Linked DNA regions of Drosophila melanogaster: region 2 is linked to region 1. Evidence: chromatin contacts called from public Hi-C data. All regions are on one chromosome and are shown on one strand. The core of a region is the stretch at or near the end of the contact, and the rest is flanking DNA. Distances in the headings are between cores, read along the strand shown.

Region 1 (4,416 bases), core at 1,099-3,598:
GTGGGGAACAATGGATTTCCGACTGTTGTTGTTGATGTATCCGTATCTTTATTAGCCGCTCTTCTTCTTGCTACCCGCTTTGGAAATTCTGAAAGTGCGGATTTGAAATCCGACATGCGAATGGCAATGTATGGGTTGCGAGCGCAATTATGAGCAGAACGAAATTTGAAAATGCATTCGAAATTTCTCGAGACTTCATTGTACAATAATTGGATGAATTTAAAATACGTGGTGTGCATTTAAAAGGAAAGGTTTATAAAATAGGTCCCATAAATTGGATGGGTACATTCAAATAAAGATAAAATGCAATATAATTTAGCGGACCATTAGAAACACAATTGAGTTTGCATTGGGTGCTTTAAAAATATAATTATATATATGCTTTTATAATACAGTCTGATCAAAATAAAAGTATGAAGTACAAATTACAGCAATGAGATTGTAGAAGCCATTGCAAATAACTAAATTTCTACGCTCCTTGGGCTTTCCTAACTCCAATAAAATCCCAGAGATCGCCGAATCTTAAAATAATGCTCGTTTATTCACTCTCAACTTACACGATCGTCGTTATGTACTTTGCACTATTGTGTCTTGCGTAAATTTAAGTCTAGGCGGCGCATATACGCTCCGCAATTAATATCTACGCTCTGTGGCTGGCGATCCACAGACTCGTCCTCCACATCGCACAATTCATTTGTCATCCGGGGCCCGGAACAAGGTGATTTCAGGGTATATCAAATATGACAACACTTAACAGTTTAGACTTAGGGCTAGGGCGGCATCTCAACCTTTTTGCTTAAGAGTTCTCGATCTGGATTTGTAGCGGTTCTGTTCCAAGTTACGTGATTCGTTCTGCGGCCGGAGATCTAGTAGAAGAAGTCCAGCCCGTTCCGAGGGCTCGAACCTCACCCGGCCACCTCCTCGCTGACAAAATCCAGCTTGACCACCTCTGCGGGCAGGCACTCCTCCACGTCCACCTCGTTCTCCTGGACATTGATGCGATTGAGGGTCATGGACACGTCTGGTCCGCACTTTAAGCCTGCTGGCGCCCCTGCTGGCGATCCTACTGTCGCCGCTGCCGCTGGAGGATTGGAGGTGCTAACCACATCGTCGGCAATCACCACCGTGGGCGAGAGTACTGTTGGAACAGTGGACACTGCCGACACAACGGGCACCACGATCTGCGTCGACGAGCAGGTGGACACCATATGTGGCTGCTGCACCACTGTCGCCGTAGTCGAAGTGGGCTGCTGGATAATGATGTTCTCCGTGATGGTGGGCGTGTTGTTGGCCGTCGAGGCTGCAGCCTGGGCTGCCGCTAATGCCGCAGCCTTCTGCATCTGCTGGTACTGCTTAACAGTCACCGTCGTGCCCGTCGTAGTTGTATTAGACTGTGGATGCAGGATGATCTGCTTTGGCTGCGCCACCAGCTGTACGTGCTGCACGATTGGCTGTGACTTGAATACTTGAGGAGGTGGCTGCTGAAGGGGCTGCTGCGGCTGCTGTTGTGGCAGCGTCTGGAGAACGTGTTGCACCTGCTGGACGGGCACTTGCTTGGCGGGAATGCCGGCGTCCTCGAAGGCCTTCTTCTTCAGCGCCTGGCGGATCTGAGAACTGCAATGGGGAAGGTCAATTAAAACTAGCACGTACACACTGGGCAGCCGGTTCCCTCGCCAGGAGCACAGGATCACTTACACGGTGCGGTTCTTGATGCTTAGGCTGATCTTGGTCAGGTCGTCGGAGAAGCGCATTATGGACGAGTGCAGCATGTCGATCTCCTCGTCCGTCCACTTCCTGCAGCCGTGGCGAGGGAACAAGGCACACAGAAACACTCCGATTAGTGTCCACAAAACTCGCGACTCCACCGCATAGAATCAACTTACCCCGATGGCGACTCCGCATTGGGATGCAGCTGCATGGTTAGATCGCCCAGTCTGCTGAACGCCTGTCCGGCGGCCGTGAATATCTCCCCCACCTGCAAGTGCATGCGGATTTGCATCCGGAGTCAGTTTGTTGTTACCGCGTGCAAATTCAAAACAAACGCACCGCCCCTGCCCACCGCCCGCCGGCCCACTCACGGTGGAACAACAAATTTCCCACTCGCAGGAGTGAGACAAACGAATGACTCTCGACTCTCTCCCGCGCCGCCTTTTTCTCGCTTGCAACGCGCGGAGGCGCTGGCGACGGGATCAACGCGGTCGGAGCTGCCGGCGGATGTGGTGGAGCGGCTGAACCTACCTTGATTGCCGAGTTCATGGCCTTTTTTCGCGGGGCGCTGTTTTTTTGTCGTAATTTTACGTAGTTTTGCGTCCGCAGCTATTCAACACTGACGCCGTACACAACACTCAAGCGGCCGTCAATTTTCCAATGCACAACACTAGAATATGTATTTGCGCTACTATCGACTTATCGATTGGTGCAATCGGGAATTCAAACAAGAAGCGTTATGCTTATTTAGATTTACATTTAAGTAATTTATGTCTTTTATTATTAGAACCAGCAACTTATGCGAATCTGATTTTAACATTAAGAAAATGTAAATAGTTTATTCAATGCTATACATATGAACCAAATATTATTACACATGATGAAGGAAACATTTCTTAATTAACAATATTTAACTATTTATCGAATTTAACTATTAAACAAAAACCAGCATAATACAGATTTAAATTTAAATACTACGATCACGATTGTTTTTGTAATTTTTGTATTGATAGTATTTGACAAATACTTAGGGCGTAAATATAAATAGAAAACTTTATGATGTGGAATTCCACCGTTTGCAAGATAACACCTAACAAAAGAAATCCCTAATACTTGGATAACATTAATCATCTTTTTTATCATCGTTGAACTCAACGTTTTGCCTCCAGTCCGAACTCAGTCTTTGTTTGCAGCTCCGCTGCTCGCAGTGGCAATTGCCACCTGCAATATTAGTTAAAACCACATAAAGTTTAGACGATTTCGCGGCCAAGCAAACCTTAACTTACCTAAAGGAACGGTCGTAGTTCCGCCGTCACGTAAGTCGTTTCAGCAAAACTGCTTACGGTTCTCATCGTAGGCCGTCATCCGTCGATTCTTCCGCTCCGCAGTCTCTAGGCTGCTGGATTTCTTTACGAGAGAAATAAAAAAAATATTACATGCTTGAAATTTAGAAGATCATACGTACCTTTGGCACACATTCAGCGGAATTGCAGTCCAGGGGCTTCTTTGTTGCTGGAACAGCTGCAGGAGTCGGCGATCCATTCGAGGAATTCAACTCAATGGACACATCGCCTCCGTTCACTTTTTGCGTGTGTAAAGCCGGCAGTTCGCGCTTTAGCTTAGCCAGGAGCTCGGTGACTGTGCACAACTTCTCCTCAAGATTACGCTTGTCTTCTAACAGGCTAGAGATGGTGCCGTCCATGCGTTCCTTCTCCGATCGAAAGTTGATTTCCCTGGTTTTCTAGGCGATTTAAAGAGAAAACATTAAGCTATTTTATAAGAGCCTTTGATTGCAATTATTCTACCAGAGTTGATCGTAGTTCTTCGTACTCCCTCGTACGTTTATCAACCTTCTGTTCCATCTCGAGGCTTCTTTTATTGGCCGCTTCTATGGCTAAACTTTGCTTAATCCATGCCTTTCGCAGTGATGTAAAGGCGGTTTCATTGGATTTCAACTGGGCGTCAAGTAGTGCGTTTTTCCCATTCTTCTCATTAATAACAGTCAGCCTTTCCTCTAACTCTTGTTTATTCTGTTGCAGTATAAGTTCCTTTGATTCCTAAATAAATATTTCATTAGCGACCGAATAACCTACAAAGACAAGTCTAATATTACCAATGTTGAACGGAGCTTTTCGCAATCCTCTTTGAGCGCCTTGTTACCCGAACTCAACTTTTCCTCCATCTTGCGGTTTTCCTCCTTTAGATTAGAAATTGTTTCATCCAACAGTTGCTTTTGCGTTTGGAAATATTCTTCTTTGGATTGCTGAAAAATTTTAATTACCTATATTGTAATCAACCAGATAGATTACCAGATTAATTATTACCAGATCGGAACGTAAGCTCTTGCACTCTTTTGTGAGATCGTGAAGATTCTTCTTCATTTCGAGATTTAAATTATTTGCTGCTGTTATGTCTGATAGATAATTTTTCGAGGTTTCTAGCAATTGCTCATTATGCAACCGAAGATCGGATATAGTCAAGTTCAAAGTTTCCCTTTCTTTTAGGAAATCATTAGTTTGAGCTTCCTGGTATAGAATAAAATATAATAGAATACAAAAGTGAAGGCGTTAAATAAATAAAACTTACCAGATCGGATCGTATATTTTCGCAATCCTTGGTCACTTCGCCAAGCTCCTTGGATCGGCGATCGATTTCTACTTTCTTGGCTCGAAGCTGCTCTTCGAGATCGAGTTTGGTTTGTTCCAGTTT
Region 2 (4,416 bases), core at 1,194-3,693, 1.9 Mb before region 1:
GTCGCAGGGGATGCTGTCCCCAATGGATCTGGAAGTCGACGGTAAATGCTTCTGGAATGAAGGTGTGCATCTGCATGACCTGGAAATATGTTTAAATATATTTGTAAATCAAATCACATTCATTGGTGGCTTTGGAAAGGATGTTACATACCTGATAGAGCATCTCGTGTGTCTGCACAGCTGGTTTCAGATCGCCCGATAGCACCTGCAAGCCCGGCCAAAATGCCAGAAGCGAGTCCATGAAGTTTTTGGACTTAGCATGTGGCCTGTGCATGAGCACGTCGAGTAGCATGGGTCCTTCGCTGACGTACTTCATCACTGCGTTGTAGTGGCGATTAAAGCGTGCCAGGTACTTGTCGTCACCCAGTAGGACGTACGACTTGAACAGGTACTCATAGTAACTGTCGATGCCAGCTCCGACTCCAGAATCGCGACGCACCCAATCGCCCGAATGGACATTAAGTACCGTGCCCATGAGATCGGAGCCACGGTGCCTTAGCTTCCACAGTGCATCCATGGCGGCGTGAGCTCGCACCTCGAAAATGGGATCGCCGGTGAGACGCGACAGAGCAGCAAATTCCAGAAGGATGGTACCAGCACACGCCGTACACGTTTCACGGGACTTCTTGAGCATCGGGTCCTTCATGCCCAGGCGGAGATTAACCCGCGCATGCGGAATGCCCGTGGATGTGTTGAACGCCGGTAGCAAACGGTAGCCCAGCTCGCGAGACATCTCCAGCAGTTCGCCCTTGTACCAATGCATCGTGTCCGCATGCTTTTGCAGATACTCCGCCAGGATGTGCGCCGACAGCAAGCCACCGACCATTCGAATGTTCGTCTCAAACACCGACACAATAATGTCGCTGTCGAATTGAACGTCGCGGATAACTAGCTTCACCGCGTGATCAAACTCTGTGAAATCGCCCAGGAGCACCAGAGTGTCCAGAGTATCCACCAGAGTCATGGAGAAACTAAAAATAAGAACAATGTTAGTAATCCCTCCAAACCTTAGGTTTTTGAACTCACTTTCCAAGGATGTCGTCCATGTCGCCACGTGATGGCGTCACTCCTCGGTACCGTCCTTTGCAGGAGAGCGGCATAAGCTCATCAGCTGGATAGGCGTTCTGCATGTAGGCGTTGTATGCATGATAGAACATATCGCGAGCCTCTTCCCTGAAAGCAAATGGAACATATTGTATACTTGAATTTACTTTCTACATATGTGATTGTTCAGAACAACTTTTAAGCTTAAGCGTTTTAATATGACTTAATATGAAAGTCATGGATATATAATTCGTTTTTATAAGCATCACATTTAAATGTATATCCATAAATGATTAAAAACGAGTTATGCTAATTTGACCTCGTCGTTTCTGACGCATATATGGGTTACATTTAAACAAATTGCATAGATCCCTCGTAAAACCAGAGTACATTAAAATATTAATAGTGTTTCTGAAACTTTCTTAGTTTGGTAAATAAATAAAAATAAGACGTACAGAAGTTGCCCTGGTCAGGAAATACAAGGAAACGAGAAGCTGAGACTTACCGGAGTTCCGCCCGCTCCTTATTGGACATGTTCTGCGTGGGCATGGTGGTTTCGGTGCTAAGGACGCAGGCAACTACGATGCACATGGCCACCAGGAAGATGAGCATAAGCCGCTGGCCGCGGACAAAGGATTCGGAGGATGTGGTAGACATGGTGCTGGCTATCTGGAGACTACCGATGGCGGCGGCGGTGGCGTTGGAGGTTGTGCTGGTGACGGCGGATGGCTTTGTCTTTCGGCCGCCAGACTTGCCGCTCGAGTCGTTGTGACGTTGACCTTCACTTTGAACGTGTGGTGTTGAAACCAATGTTTCGATGTCTCTCTGTCCCGCTTCTTTGTTGACTCCGCTTTGGGCCCGTGGTCCGCTTGAATTGGCTCTGCAGCCTAATTGAAACAGCCAACTCATAATTAGCTTATAACTTAACAAGTAATTTTGTTCGACTGAAATTAGGCTTACCTGTGCCCGAAATGTCGACCTAATTTGTTGTTGTTTTTTTCCCGGTTTGCACGGGCACTAGAAGATCGGGTCTCTGTGGATAAAACTGGAGCGCGCTGCTTCTACGGCATCTGCAATTGCACATTCATCCTCCCAACGACCGCGACAACTGCGACACACATCGTGACTATTTATAATCTCGTTTGGAATATGTTTTCTGCTCCAATAACAAAACACCACGACGGCAAAGCGAGCGTCAGAATCGTAAGGTTACTGCGGCCAGCCGATCGGCGGGGCATTACGGCTCTCTATTATATATCCAGCTGAGTCTGTTTTTATAGTTATCCGAGCTGCTGTGCTGGCAATTATCAGATCGCTGCTTATCAACGATGAACTCAAGATTCCTTAATTTTATCACGAAAAAAAAGTGATTGCACCCTCAGTGTGACCAGCTGTGCAGCGGGCGGAAGAGAGTGGCCCTCCGCCATTAAGCTATTGTTATAAGCTAATCTTTAAAATTATTTTATTTATGCTCTATATTAGTTGAATAAGTTCATTATTCTTTTCCATTTTATAGAATAACGATAATATAAATATATTAAATTTTATCATTGCACAGCACTGGCTTTTGGTATATTTCAAACGCCTTTTCCGACTACCTTCTAATGCGTATGAGTATACTTCAACGGTTCTTTTACGGCCACACTGTAAGCCAGACGAAAAAAGACGCGAAAAGATGCAGATAATATAAACAACGGTGAGATAATAATTAAACAATATGTCATAAAAGACATATTTATTGAGTGACTAGCTTATTGGGGTAAAAAACATAGATGTTTCTTTCTATGTAGCCCAGTGAAAAGTTCAAACTTTCGACAGATGCGAGTGTGTGCGTAGCTGAAACGGCTGCTTCAGGCACAAAGGGTGAAAAAAATGCGAAACCAGAAGTTTCGGTGGCTTCATAATTACCTGGAATGAGATACTCCCGTTATTTCTCGATTTACATCCGAATCCGAGCCGCGAATCGTTGCCCTTGGCAACATCTTAAGCTGCAGCACCTTGCACATTACATGCATATGTATGTACATATGTGCTCACACACGCACACACTCACTTGAGATGAGTTTTTCCAAGGTAAAAAGGAGGCGAAAAGCGATGAATGAATTATGAGAGTGGGCGGAGCGGCGAGTAAATCTTCAATTTGGTGAACGATTCCACTTGCGGGGCAGCAGGGAATCTCGGCTAATTGGCCGTTTTACTGTCAGCCCGACTCATTAGCGGCTTTTCACATGTCACCAGGTGTTGCAAGTGTGTGCGTGTGTGCGTGTGTCTGTGTGTATGTATCGCATGTACATTATGTACCCGCACTGTATACCCAGTTAAACGGTTGTTTTGAGCTCGGATTCCATGACAGATTATGCAACCCACTCTATCTCCGTCTCTTTCGGTCTGCTCCGATTCTTTGGCTTAACGAAATTGACATTTAAATTAATGGAAAAATATACAGCTAACTGGCATATCAGCTGATTAGTCTAATTTATTGGTAGCACCACACCAATTTGGCAACTACTTTCTCGCTCTGCGAGGCAAACGTACATATGTACATACATAATTTAATTATTGTCTTAGATTCGTGGCACTTTTTTTTAGCCATATTTCTGCATGTGTATTTCGTGTTTTTTTACGTCTGTATGCTGGGCTATTTCTGTATCGGTTTTTCGTTATTTTTGTTGTTTGCATTTGTTTTGGCCAGATTTCTGCTGGTGTGTTGAATATTCGCCATCAACAGTCATATTTACTTAGCGATTCAAGCTCTTTGGGAACTGAGATTAAATGGAATACCCCTGCGACCATCCATCTTGATCACTTTTCGCAAAGTGCCGGCTTATCAGTTTTATGGGCTCATTGCTCTTATCAGCTTTGGCCCAACAGCTGGCCACCAACCGTTGTCAATATCAACAAATAGAAAAGCTTTACGCCTTCCATATTCTATATATGTGTAAATATATTCTACGTGGCATCGGGGGTCAGTCACTCGAGACATGGGCTGTATTATACAATGAATTATTTTATAGTTCTCGCGTCTTTTTATCCGAAAGCCATTGAGTAATAATCTTGGCAACTGAAGTATACCATATATTGTACGTAATTGCTTTGTTGGTGCAGGTTGTGGTTGCTGGGCGGCATTTCATTCGATATTTCTGTTTATAAACAAATGCAATCGGCGGCATTAAGGAAAATTTAAATATATGCTAACTTATAATGGCCACTTGCTGATTCACAGCGTTGCGGACTACGTTTGTTTTCCTCACCATTTATCTCAATAAAACTTGACGAGTACTTTAAGATCTCAAAAACCTTAGATTTAAAGCAATATAAAATAATTGAGCAATTTATAGCTAGATTTAATCTTTATTTGTATCAAAAACAATT

What was found. Hi-C and Micro-C count contacts between places; a contact is called where the count stands out from the background.
Region 2: a Hi-C map of the Kc167 cell line shows a contact between it and region 1, with 2.9 times the contacts expected there. The contact joins the promoter of Edem2 here to the promoter of CG33695 in region 1. A contact is called at or near these places in 10 of 107 Hi-C or Micro-C datasets (the D17-c3 cell line, the Kc167 cell line, the S2 cell line and 3 more).

Annotation. Positions count from the first base shown.
Region 1 is chr2L:11,275,953-11,280,368 of dm6, reverse strand. It overlaps CG33695, which reads right to left and starts at 2,348. Exons shown (of 3, transcript NM_001032079.2): 1 at 2,239-2,348; 2 at 1,884-1,975; 3 at 387-1,614. The coding sequence starts at 2,256. The coding sequence ends at 906. It overlaps cana (CENP-ana), which reads right to left. Exons shown (of 11, transcript NM_001032076.2): 5 at 4,294-4,416; 6 at 4,032-4,232; 7 at 3,821-3,970; 8 at 3,513-3,764; 9 at 3,173-3,448; 10 at 2,994-3,114; 11 at 2,523-2,928. The coding sequence ends at 3,034. It overlaps Ppt2 (Palmitoyl-protein Thioesterase 2), which reads right to left and starts at 71. Exons shown (of 5, transcript NM_135656.3): 1 at 1-71. It also overlaps asRNA:CR44182.
Region 2 is chr2L:13,190,228-13,194,643 of dm6, reverse strand. It overlaps Edem2 (ER degradation enhancer, mannosidase alpha-like 2), which reads right to left and starts at 2,443. Exons shown (of 8, transcript NM_135767.2): 1 at 2,005-2,443; 2 at 1,550-1,931; 3 at 1,027-1,173; 4 at 152-971; 5 at 1-79. The coding sequence starts at 1,701. It overlaps CG16974, which reads left to right and starts at 2,665. Exons shown (of 6, transcript NM_001259089.2): 1 at 2,665-2,740.